2 separate regions of the Mus musculus genome follow, and region 2 is linked to region 1. The links are chromatin contacts, called in public promoter capture Hi-C maps. All regions are on one chromosome and are shown on one strand. The core of a region is the stretch at or near the end of the contact, and the rest is flanking DNA. Distances in the headings are between cores, read along the strand shown.

Region 1 (5,892 bases), core at 2,111-4,610:
CTATTTGTAACTGAGCAGTGGGCCTACAGTGTCATTGTCAGGCTGCAGGTCCTGTTCTAAGATGGTTTTCCAAAAGTCAGAACCCTGTGAAATCTCTTCCTAGGAGACAATTTTGCCTCCGATTGACTCCAGGATTTCGGCCTTTCTCTTCCCCTTATATAAGTTTTTTTTTGGGGGGGGGGGGGGTGGAGGTGGCTTTTAAATAGTTGGCATGCATTGTTTCAATAGTGTCTCTCTTTAAGAGCATCTACTGCTGGAATAGTTACAGTCCACTCTGTGTTATTCTTATCACAGAATAGTAACCAAAATGGATGAGTTCTGGATAAGCTGCCTGACCTGGTTAGACTCCTACTTCTACCAATTATTAACTATAATATATTTATATCGCTTTAACTCTGCTTCACGATTAAGTGGTGTCTACCTTGTAAAACCAATTTAAGGACAAAAACAATAACAACAACAGCAACAGCAGCAGCAGCAGCAACAACAACAACAGAATCTACAACCCAGTGTCTGAAATGAAAACAATCAGAATTGCTTCATAGTCTGGAAGTGTGGTTACAAGGAGAGGCCTGGCCTTCTACATCAAAGACCCCCGCTGGTTAACTTGAGTAAACTTTAGGGAGTGACTTGACATCACTATGACCTAATTCTTTAAAGGGATTATTAGCAATGCCTGTGTGTCATAAGTTTTCCTGTGAGATTATTATTATTATTTTAATTCTAGTGAGAGGATATTTAAAATGGGATTCGGGAAAAAGTGTTCAGCACATTGTAGCCACTGCTCCTGTCAGCTTTGGCTATAGTTAGTGAACACAATGTGAGGGGGAGAAAGCAGAAGGAGAAGATCATACTTAGCTTTCCATGGATGTCTTTGATCCCGTCATTTGATGCTTGTTTAAGTCACACACATACACACAAAACCAGTCTGTAAGGATAAAGGATAACGCCTGTGTTGTGACCAGCCTGTGACTAAAAGCTCAACCTTCATTCTGCACCATTGGCCTACATAGCTGTTTGAACATGCACAGAGTGTGTGAATTTCCTATGAACGCCTTGATCAACACTGGAATCAAGGGGAAAAGTTCAGTACACGTAGACGAGAGGACTATTATTTTTAGGAAAGACAAGTACGAGGGGAAATTTCACAGTACCTCCTCTTAAACAGACAGCATGCTAACAGAGAGTCACTTCTACCATCTAAAAAGCTTGCCAGAGAAGAAGCACAACAAACTCTTTAGTTTAGTGACTCTGCCCTATTCAATTTGTGTATCGAGTTTCTTCTCTCCTCTGCCTATAACCTCAACAATGATTCTCCATAAAGATGCAAGTAAGCATCTAATGGACAACCAACCAGTGGCATATATTCACTAGAAAAAGGGGTCAGACAGGCACTGGGCAGTAGACACGAAGCAGCCCTCTCTGTCTCAGGAAGCCAGTGAGCAAAAGGCTTCAGCATCCCAGAGATCTGGGCAGGTGCACAGATGACAGAAACCTGAAACAAGACAGACACGCACAAAATGTTCTGGGAGGAAAATAGTGCCCAACCCTGGGCAGGCTGGAAAGGGGTGCATTCGGCACTCCAGTATTGTGATGGATGGTTCTTAAAAGAGCATCTCCTAGCCACTGGCTCCCTGGATCTGAAGTCCTGAAGAGCTGGTACTAGTGAAGAGAGCACGGCCTTAGTGCTAGGACTGCCAGGTTTTGTTCCACTAAGAAGCATGGTTAGAACAGAATTAAATACGTTTCCCTATAGTGAACCTTTAGTAGCAAATTAGGCATTGCTAAAAACAACAACAACAACGGAGGAAGTATTACAGACATTCTCAAGAAGACCCGGAGGTGGGGGGTGGAGGGTGGGGGGTGAGGGGCAGCAGGGGATGCAAGATCCAGTTTGCACTGGATGTTCCCATTTCAAAGATGCCAATACTCTAACACTGATCAACGCATGCCCCCCATCCCCGTAACTTCCACAATGGCACAAACTATTCTGGGGAAGGTTAGTTATATCCATGCTATTATCCAAGACTATCTTGGACTGTCACTGGCATGCTGCACTGTCAGCTAAGCTTCCTGCTAGTCTGCAATGTCTGGAAGCAATTCCTTCACAACTTCAAACTGCATCAAGTCTGTAATGCTCATTCCAAACACAACTCCAGCAAGAAAATGGCTGGCTACTTGTTCCTGCCTTAGGTGTGGTTACAGTCCAGGAAAGCCGGTATATTTATTGGTTTTTGGTTTTTTTTTTTTTTTTTTTCTCCTTTCCTTGAGCCTCCGGTTTCCTAAGCGATACTTTCTCCTGGTTCTCAGTCTCCGGTTTACCGAGGTAGAAGTCATGAGGCACCCGCATACTCAGTTCCTTACCAGCTCTGCCAGGATCAGTGCTCTGGTGACGATTCAGAGCTTTACGTGGCCAGAGCAATTCTGGATGGGAGTGGGGGAAGGAAAACCGCGGAGGTGTTTACCAAAACACATCCCCAGCCACACTTTTTTTTTTTTAATCCAGCAGAGAAAGAAACTGGCATCTTGCATGAGTGTTTAATTAAAGCTCGGTTGGAAGTGCATTGGCCCCCTCCGACTTGGCGGGTAGCAACAGCATCCTAGAGCTTTGCAGACAGCTCAGAAATGTAATCAGACAGCATCCTTTCCCTCACTCTGTAGGTCTCCCTTTCTAGGGGCCATGAGCTGGTAGCCCACGGGGATGTGGACAGCACAGCTTCTGGCCTTTTGCTCCCGAGGAGAAATAAACAAGGTGAGGAACCTTGCCATGCGCCTCTCCCAGTGTACAAGGTGGGCTACAAGGTGATGACACCCTTGACCCGTCCTCCTCTGCCTGTACCTCTCCGCTCCTGGGGAGCTGCAGCCAGGGCTGCCTCTGGAGGGCTCCAGCTTGGGGCGCTTCAGTATGCAGGAGCACGGGGAAAGGGGCCCAGGCTGTGTGCCCAGCGGTGGCTGCAGCAGTCACTGCTGCCCTGCTGCTCCCCGGTGTCCTGCGGATGTAGCCGGGGGCTCGGGGCTCAGAGGTGGCTGCATATAGACATGACCTCCCACCCATGGGTTACCTGAATGCTGTACGCGGAGGCTCACTGGAGGTCGTGGAGGAGGCGCGGGAGGACGGAGAGCAGCGGGCCCGCGCCAGCAGGATGTGCTGTCTCACGCTGCGCGGCTAGGCTAGCGCTCCTCCCGGAGCGATCACTTCCTCTCTCCTGAGCCTGACACTGACAGCTCCCAACACCAGGGCTGCGGGGCTCGCCCCGCCCACGGCCCACGCCCTCCACACCCGCGCCTCCCGCGGGAGGGCCTCCGCACAGCGCAGCACCGCCTCGGGCCAGCCTGGCAAGGAGGAGGGAACCCGGGGACAGTCAGTCCTAGGCTGAAGGCAGCGCACACCTTAGTTACTGCCAAGGAGAGCTGTGAGTCTGCCAAGCTCCTGATGATTTTCTCCATGGGCAACTTTCACTCCCAGACAGAGAAACTTTAAGTCTTTAAAAAAGAAACAGACAAGCTTAGATCTATCCATTCTGTACAGGTACGGTTGAACATAGGCTTCCTCAGACATATACAAACAAATACACAAACAGTTAAACATACAAACCTATACATTATATCTCTATCTATCTATCTATCTATCTATCTATCTATCTATCTATCTATCTACACACACACACATATGTGTGTGAATATAAATCATATATACATAAATACATATTGATACATACACACATGTAGACATATACGAATAGATATACATAGGTACACCTATGTATGTACATATGTTATCTACAGTGTGTGTGTGTGTGTGTGTGTGTGTGTGTAGCTTGCTTCTCGTTGCTTTTCTGATGTCTTGGCTTTAGAAACAAAACAAAATACCTGAGAAACACTTTTGGACTTCCCCGAAGCTTACCATCCTAGCTGTCACAGCGCTGAGGGAGGGAGTTTAGGATGTATGGCAGCGTGGGATTGGCATCACTTTGTAGATGAGCTTTTCATTGTTTGCAGGAACACCCTGGTCATCACTGTGCAGATAAGAGAGTATATATGTGGGGGGCATCCCATAGATACCCAAATATTTGTGATTTTATCAGTTGGCCAATGTCACAGTAATTTCAAAATAAGATCCAATCATGAATACAGTGTCTTATCTATCATTGTTTCAGATTTGTTTTCTTGGATGGTCTTTTTGATCATAGAAATAGTTGACTTAAGGCTAAATGCTTCTAGGTTGAAGAGATTCAAGATATCCTAAGAAAGAAAGATAACATGAGTCAATATATGTTGTTGCCATGGACTGGAAATGCTCAATGCAGGTCAACTCTACATTAATTTTCTTTTAAAATTTTTTTACCTGATAGAGTAGACAAAATGTTATGAGCGCTGTGTGACGCTTACTCTTGGTTGTCAACCTGACTAAAGTTGAAATCAACTAATAGGCATCCCCTTGGGCACACCTGTTAGGCATTATTGTGATTAGGTTTTCTGAAAGGGAAGACCTACTGTAAATTTGGGAAACATTTTCCCAATTATTTCTTTCTAGTACTTTCCCATTATCCTCGCAAATGCATTTATATAGTTAACATCTTGTCCAGCTTACCTCACCCGTGGCTATGCTGCCATTCTTTGCAGACATCAGAAGCCAGCTTCACCAGCCTTCCTGAGTGAGCTGAAGACCAGAGGCTTTGCAGGAACTCCCTAGGCCTTTGCACTGGACTAGGATTGCAGAAATATCCATCCCCTTAACTGGTCAGGACTGGTGTGGTGGTTTGAATATGTTTGGGCAGGGAGTGGCACTGTTAGGAGGTGTGGCCTTGTTGGAGTAGGTGCAGCCTTGTTAGAGCAAGTGTGTCACTGTAGGGGTGGGCTTTAAGACTCTTCTCTTAGCTGGCTGGAAGCCATTCTTCTCCTAACTACATTCGAATCAAGATGTAGAACTCTCAGCTCCTCCTGCACCACCCCTTCCTGGATGCTGCTACACTTCCTGCCATGATGATAATGGACTGAACCTCTGAACCTATAAGCCAGTCCCAATTAAATGTTTTCCTTTGTAAGAGCTGCCATGGTCATGGTGTCTGTTCACAGCAGTAAAACCCTAACTAAGACAAGTGGGTTCTTGTTTTCTCTAGTATGAAGATAGCTATTGTTTGACAACCTACATTGTATCATTTGAGTTGATCTAATAATCTTCTTTTAATACATATCCAATATCCATTTACTCAACTATGTCCCTCTATATAACCCTGAAAACCATAGTCTACAAAAGGACCTTGAGTCTCCGAGCATTTACAAAGCACCAGAGCTCCTGAACAGCCTAGCTGAGATTTAAATTACATTTACCTTAGTACTCAGCTCACCTGGGAAGCCAAATTTCTGTCTTTACAACACAAAAGTGTCCAGTGCCTACTACTTTCAAACCATTGCGGTAGTCATGTCACATGATCCAAAACCTAGGAAACTACAGTCTTTATTCTCAAAGATATGAGGGAGGAGAAAGGAAATATAATTAAGAACAACTGTGACTGTGGATGTTTGAATAGAGAGCTATTGTAAAAGTAGAAATGAAGAAGGGTGGCATTGCTACACATAAAATTCCAAAGCAGAGAAAAGCCGAAATGCACACAGCAAACAGTAAGTAGGCCATTGTGTTTGAGAGTGACAAATTCATGAAGAGTATAACTGGGCCCTAACAGAGGCTGAAATTGTGTACTGGTGACCCACTAAAGGCATTTGAGTGGAAAACAAAACAAAACAGCCCCCAAACCGAGATGAGTCACCTGGAAGCATCCATAGGATGGAGATTGGATCTACAAGAAAAGGGAGAAAAGACCACTTGGAAGTTCAGTACAGGATTCCATGCTTTTGTCCAGTTCTATCATTACAAATGTCCGGCGCTGTATG
Region 2 (5,892 bases), core at 1,643-4,142, 1.1 Mb before region 1:
CCTCATACATTTTCAGTGGCAACATGCAGTAGAAACCAGGGTAAGTGAGAAGAGTTCAGGGACGCGGCCTGAAGACACCATTCTGTAAGGTCTTGGCTACTGTCTTATTAGACCCTTGCTGGATGAAGATGATGCCCATCAGAAGAGGCCTTAGCATCCCGTGCAGTTCTCTTGACTGCTGGCTTTTGAGTGCAGGCTGATATACTCACCTATGGGCCCCTTTCTGTGAAATCTGAAATGTCCAGTATACTTTTCAGGTCAGCAGGACTGTTTATTATCTGTGGTGTCCCAGGCCGTGATTTGGGGAACATTCTCTTTGTTTCTCAATTCTGTCAAGTTCTGTGCTCCAGGGAGGTACCTCAGCCTGCACTATTTGGTACCAGAATGATTCAACTACAGAGCTTAATGCAATCTTCAGAAAGTCCTGTCTTACCCATCCCGGAGTGAATGGCTTACACATGGATGTCTTTATTAAGCTGCTAGAGTCTAACTTTTGCTCCTGGTCTCAGCTCATAAGTTTCCTTCCTATGACAATGAGTTGAAATTAATATTAATTCCTAAGGGTCACTAAAGGGTCCTTAAGAAAGGCCTTATTTTGCTTCTTAGCTGGATACTACACACACACACACACACATACACACACACACACTTGTTCTACTTCGTGTTATTCTGCTCTGGAATAAGATTTGATTGAATTTGTTCACCAAAAGATCCTAGGCTCAGCTGGGGTCGCAGAGGGTTGGTGTATATGCAAATCCAATTCAGTATTCAATACCATGTCATTTGTTCCAAACTGTGTGATCCCAGGAAAGTGCACAACTGGAGCACGGGCATTTGTCATTTAGCTCCTTCCATCCTTGGTTGACTAGGCCAAGAATTCCTCCTGGTATGCTCTCTGCACGGTTATCAAGCAGGGCCAGCATTTCAGGGGTACTTGGGCTTCCCGGGAATTACCTGTGTTTGTGTCAGTCCTAAGGAAGCAGCCAGTTCGGCTCTCTCGGGAAGGGCCAGGTATTGAGTCTGCTGAAAGCGATGGTTTAAAGCCTGGAGCTGCAGGCTGGAATAAATGGTCCGAGGCTTCCGAATCTTTTTCCCCTTTCCGTTGAACCTGATTTCCCCGTTTTCGATCACTGTCGTTTTTTGTTGATCTGTAAGCAAATGACACAGAGGAGTGGTCACCCGCGAGGCCACTACTGCCTTCTCCCTTCATGTGACAAGGCTGGCAAGGAGTTTCTCCCAAGTTTAAAAAGAGTTCCTCGTAATATCCCCGCTATACCACTGTGGGCACGTGCCCCCAGAGGCTGTGAAAGCTTCCCTCCGACCGTGTCTCCAACACTAACAATGCATTATGATAGTGGATCGAATCTAGGAAGCCCGGGGCATAAAAGAGACGCTCCGCAACAGCGGAGACAGCGCAGGCCGCTTTCCGAAGTCCGTGGCGCTGTAAGGCTTCTCTTCTCTGGGCCCGAGAGCGGTTTCTTGGCCTGGCTTTTCCCAACGCCTAAAGCTATACCAGAACCACCCGGTTGTTTATGTGACCAGTTAGTTTTGTGTCACCCAGCTGCAAGCTTAGTGCTTTAAGTCCCTTCTGTATGTTTGAAATGATTCTGCTCGCGTGTATCAAAGCCCAGACACAGAACACAACCAGGAGCTCAGAGCAGCTCCAGAGCAGGCTGAGACTCTCTGGACAACGGAGAGCTATCAACCCCAGGCCCTCTGCTTCACTTCCAAGAACAAAGGAGCAGCCAAAGTACTACTGAAAACCCAGAGAGAGGGAGCCAGGTCTGGGGACGTGGGGGGGACACCTCAAAGCCCACGAGGGAAGATTTTAAAAGCAAAACAAAAACAAAAGACAAAACCCAATGTCACTAGTATCTATCGGCTGCAACAGCTTCGTTCCAAGTCACCAAGGGGCACCAAGTGCCCCAGGCAAAGTAGGCCACCGCTCTCCCAGCGTTGAGATGGGAAGCCTTAACTAGCCCTTCAGTCCTGGCCCAGAATTGTCTCCAGTTCTGATAAATGCGGGTCCCAGCAGAGAGGGAAGGGACAAGGTAGAGGGCACACAGACCTGGTGGGCTGGAGGGCGCAGTGGGGACCGTAGAGCCAGGCTAGGGCACAGCCTGGAGGCTCAATGGGAACCACAAGCAGGAGGCGGAGGAGCCAGCGGGCCTCGGGGTGAGCCAGCCGGGGGTCCACGGCGGCGGGAAGGGGCCGGGCAGGGAGAGGCCGGCAGGCAGGCGCCAGGCGATCGGGAGCCCACGGGGCCCGACTGGGGGCGCACGGGGCCGCCCGCAGGAGGGGGCCGGCGGAGGCCCCGGCGTGGAGGAAGTGAGCGGGGCGGGAGGGGTCGGAGGCAGTGGGGAGGCGGGCGAAGCTAGCTGCCTAAGCGGCCTCTCACCTGTGTCGTCCCCGCGCGTCTGGGCGGCCGCGCTGCTGTTGTGGTAGGACTGGAGGTAAGGGCTGTGCTGCGAGTGGCTCATGTAGGGGTAGGCGGCGAGCGATCGGTGGTTGTAGGAGTTGCCTCCGCTCGACGCGTAGGGCGAGCCGTGGTGGTGGTGCTGGTGGTGGTGATGGTGGGAGCCGGCCGCCGCCGCCGCCGCCGCGGCCGAGTGCAAGCAGTGCAGAGGGTAATGTGCGCCTGCCATGGCCGGGGAGGTCTGCTGCGAGTGCGGCTGCGGCGGCGGCGGCGGTGGCGGCGGCGGCGGCTGCTGTTGCTGCTGCTGCTGCTGCTGTTGCTGCTGCTGTTGTTGCTGCTGCTGCTGTTGCTGCTGCCCGAACTCCATGAAGGCGGATTTGGACGAGTCCTGGCCTTCCAAGCCGTCAGCCATCGTAGTCATGGTCATCATCAAAACTTTGGGGGCTGGAGAAAGCCTTCTCCCGGGTTTCTTTCACCCTCCCCCACTTGGCTCGCACCGCTCTCCCCTTTGCAGCCACCTTAGCTCCCGGGATCCTTGCAAAAAAATAAAAAAAATAAAAAATAAAAAAAAATTTAAAGGAGGGGGCAGAGGTGGTTCTCTTCCTCACTCTTCTCTAATATATACATATATATATTTAATATAAAGAGATATAGTGAGCAGGGCCTTGTTAACCCAAAGGGAGGAGGAAGGGGGAGGGATGGGAGAGGAGAGGGGGGAGGGGGAATCTGCTCTCTTCTCCCCCCCCTTGCTTTTCCCCCCTTGGATTTTTGGGGGCTGGTGCAGTTTAAAGCAGAGATTTTAAGGTGGATTCTGCGAAAGTTGCGCGTCTGCTTTCAGACTTGATGCAGACGCCACGAGTCGAATGGTTTGTCTCCAAAGGGCAGCGCCTTCCTATTGGTCAGTCGCCCCCTGACGTCACAGGCGCACCGCTTCTACTGGCGTGTGCGCTGCTTGTGGAGTTCTTCGCCTACCTTAAGCAACTAACTACAAGCTCAGCCCAGAGGTGCAACCTGGGGCCGCCCGGAGCTAAAGGGGAGCAGCGGTGGAGGGAGGCGCCCGGTAGGCTGCAGACGCATCCTGTCGAAGCTCCAACCCTGCTCCAAGCCCTTGTTTCCAGGCTTGGAGACTCGGAATAGCCTGGCTGGAGGCTGATCGCTTTCAATTCATTTGCACCCTTTCAGGTTGCCTGTGTTCAGAAGCAGTGGCCCTAGCATTTAAAACCAGATCCCCCCCCCTTCACTTGACTTTCCCCCTCCCTCAGGACCCCAACTCTACTCCCAAGGGAGCACTTTTGCACTGTGGGTTTTTCCAGAAGTACTTTATTAATGCCATTGATGGAAGAAAAACCTCTATATCTGGGCTCCAACTCATGGCAAGGGTCGGGGATAGTAAAGAAAGAAAAATCAGACCCTGCTCTGTTGAGATTCCTGTTGTTTTCGGCCCTAGTTCCTATATATTGACCCCCCCCCCCTCAACAGAGGAGGAATACCAACTACCCCCAGAACGCAGCAGCCTGCTCTGAAAGCGAGAGTCGTTGGAGGGCTGACAGGAATGCATTTTCTTCCTATTGAAAACAGAAGCTACTGTAATGCTTTCAAATATATGCAAATGATACATGCGGTTAGTGGTTTGGCAAATCTTGATTACAATATAAACTACCCAAGTAAAAGTGCCTTCGTCCTAAATTTGTCTCTCGATTACAATTCCAATTGATTTTATTTTATTGTCAACATTGTTAATGATAAAAATAGAGTCGTTTTACAGTTATTTTTACTTTCTGGAAGGAGGCAATTAGAGTTCTAATCAGGAATACACAAAAATCTCCCATGATTAACTGCAGTACTTTGTTCAAATTGCTGCTATAAAATTCAGAACAATTTGCCTGTAATGATTATGGACTGGGTTTATTTTGGGAGGTGGAATAAAAGTGGATATAGCATAAATTATCCTCTAATTATACACCAGTGTCGCTTCAATTATCCTCTTATCAAAATGGTTGTCTAACTGCCGCATTTAGTTTCAATTCTCTCCTTTTTTTCTATAAAAAGAACTTCATACCTTGTTATTATTAATCCATTTATTATTTGCAAGGGGGTTTATATCCGCACATCCAGGTGGTAGAACCACTTCTGTTTCAAAGATGGACTGGGGAAAGACATTAAGTTTGGAGCAGCTCAGTGCTACGGATCTAGCCTCTCTCCCTCGGGTCTCCAGACTCACTTGGTCCAAGCTGCGGAGCAGGGACAGCGGAGCTCAGGCGGCCACGTTCAGGCCCAGCCACCAGGTAGGAGAACCGGATCCAACTCTAGGCTTGGGGAGGGACAAGCAGGTCCGCACCGGGTCGCGTCCTGGGGCGGCAGGTAAGCTCTAGGAGCTTGCGGGGCCAGATGATAGAGACTGGGTGGGAGAAATCTGAGGACCCCATCCTACCCCCCTGGGCTCGGTGCCTGCTTTCAGTGGGTACAGGGAACAAACTGTGAGCTTTTGGCCACAAGAGGAAATGTGTGGGGTAGCAACCTTGTGTGGTGGTGTGTCTGGAGGTTGCGGAGGAACTAGTCTGTCTTCTTGGGAAAACTACTGGATCGTTTTTGCACCGTATGTTGTCTGTAGCCCATAAGCTACACAGCCCCAGGAATCCTAGAATGAGATTTGTGGTGCTGTTTGCCACTAGAACTCCGGGAAAGGGTGATAGTAGACAGAGCCTCACAATTTCCCGTGGCGCAGGAGTTACTGACTGCAGCTTATGTTAATTGATTTCCCCAGCTAGCGGCCCGGGGTCTCCTGGTACCCTCAGGCCAGTTTGCCTTTTCTTTTTTCCTTTCTTTCCTTCGGAGGCTCGTGGCCAGCCGGTTTTCTCCAGAGTTTCGCCCGCAGCTACATTGGCGCTCTCTTCCATTACCCAGCCCGCCACGCTTAACTTCTCGAGTCCCGGGTGCCGGTTCAGTAACTCTGAATTCATTTTTAAGTGGCTCCCTTGTTCCTTCCCTTTTAACAAGAGGTGCAGTTTAACACGCGAACCTGTAACGCGATCCGTGCGTTTACATATCGGCAGTGAATTAAAACAACAACATCTTCTGGGAAAATGAAAGATAGGCTGGGTAAGGTAGTGGTGGGGTGCTGAAGGGGAAGTCAGGGAAAGAGAAGCACCCTCTCCCCCGGCGGTGCACCCGGGCTGCGAGCCCAGCTCGTAATGTCCTCAAAGCCAGCAGATAGACATGGCAGTTTTATTGCTCTATACCCTGCAGCTTGCTGTTAACACGATGGAGGCGTTTCTCTCGTTTGCTTTTCTGTGTCTCTGCCGTAATGTTCGCAGGTGCACTGCTTTGCCCACTAACTCTGATAGCATCTGGATGACGGTGGTGGGGCCGGGAAATGTCCTCTCACCACCAAGCGCCAGATTCAAGGCGCGCAGCAGTGTCTGTTTGCAAAGGGATTTCCCCGTGTTTGTTTAAAGTGTGAAGAAGCCGCGATGGCT

The links. Capture Hi-C pulls out chosen DNA fragments and counts their contacts.
Region 2: a contact with region 1 is called in a promoter capture Hi-C map of liver, with 3 times the contacts expected there. The contact joins the promoter of Dlx6 here to the promoter of Dync1i1 in region 1. A contact is called at or near these places in 5 of 39 promoter capture datasets (cranial neural crest, embryonic stem cells and hippocampal neurons), 7 of 484 Hi-C or Micro-C datasets (all in embryonic stem cells), 3 of 115 datasets of contacts at active chromatin or transcription factors (embryonic stem cells and stem cell-derived neural progenitor cells) and 1 of 9 other capture datasets (liver).

What each region holds. Positions count from the first base shown.
Region 1 is chr6:5,723,107-5,728,998 of GRCm38.p6, reverse strand. It overlaps Dync1i1 (dynein cytoplasmic 1 intermediate chain 1), which reads right to left and starts at 3,360. Exons shown (of 17, transcript NM_010063.4): 1 at 3,063-3,360.
Region 2 is chr6:6,860,334-6,866,225 of GRCm38.p6, reverse strand. It overlaps Dlx6 (distal-less homeobox 6), which reads right to left and starts at 2,892. Exons shown (of 4, transcript NM_010057.2): 1 at 2,399-2,892; 2 at 955-1,148. The coding sequence starts at 2,846. The region is part of intron 1 of Dlx6os1 (distal-less homeobox 6, opposite strand 1); the gene reads left to right. Dlx6os2 (distal-less homeobox 6, opposite strand 2) reads left to right here and starts at 1,076. Exons shown (of 1, transcript NR_002839.2): 1 at 1,076-2,429.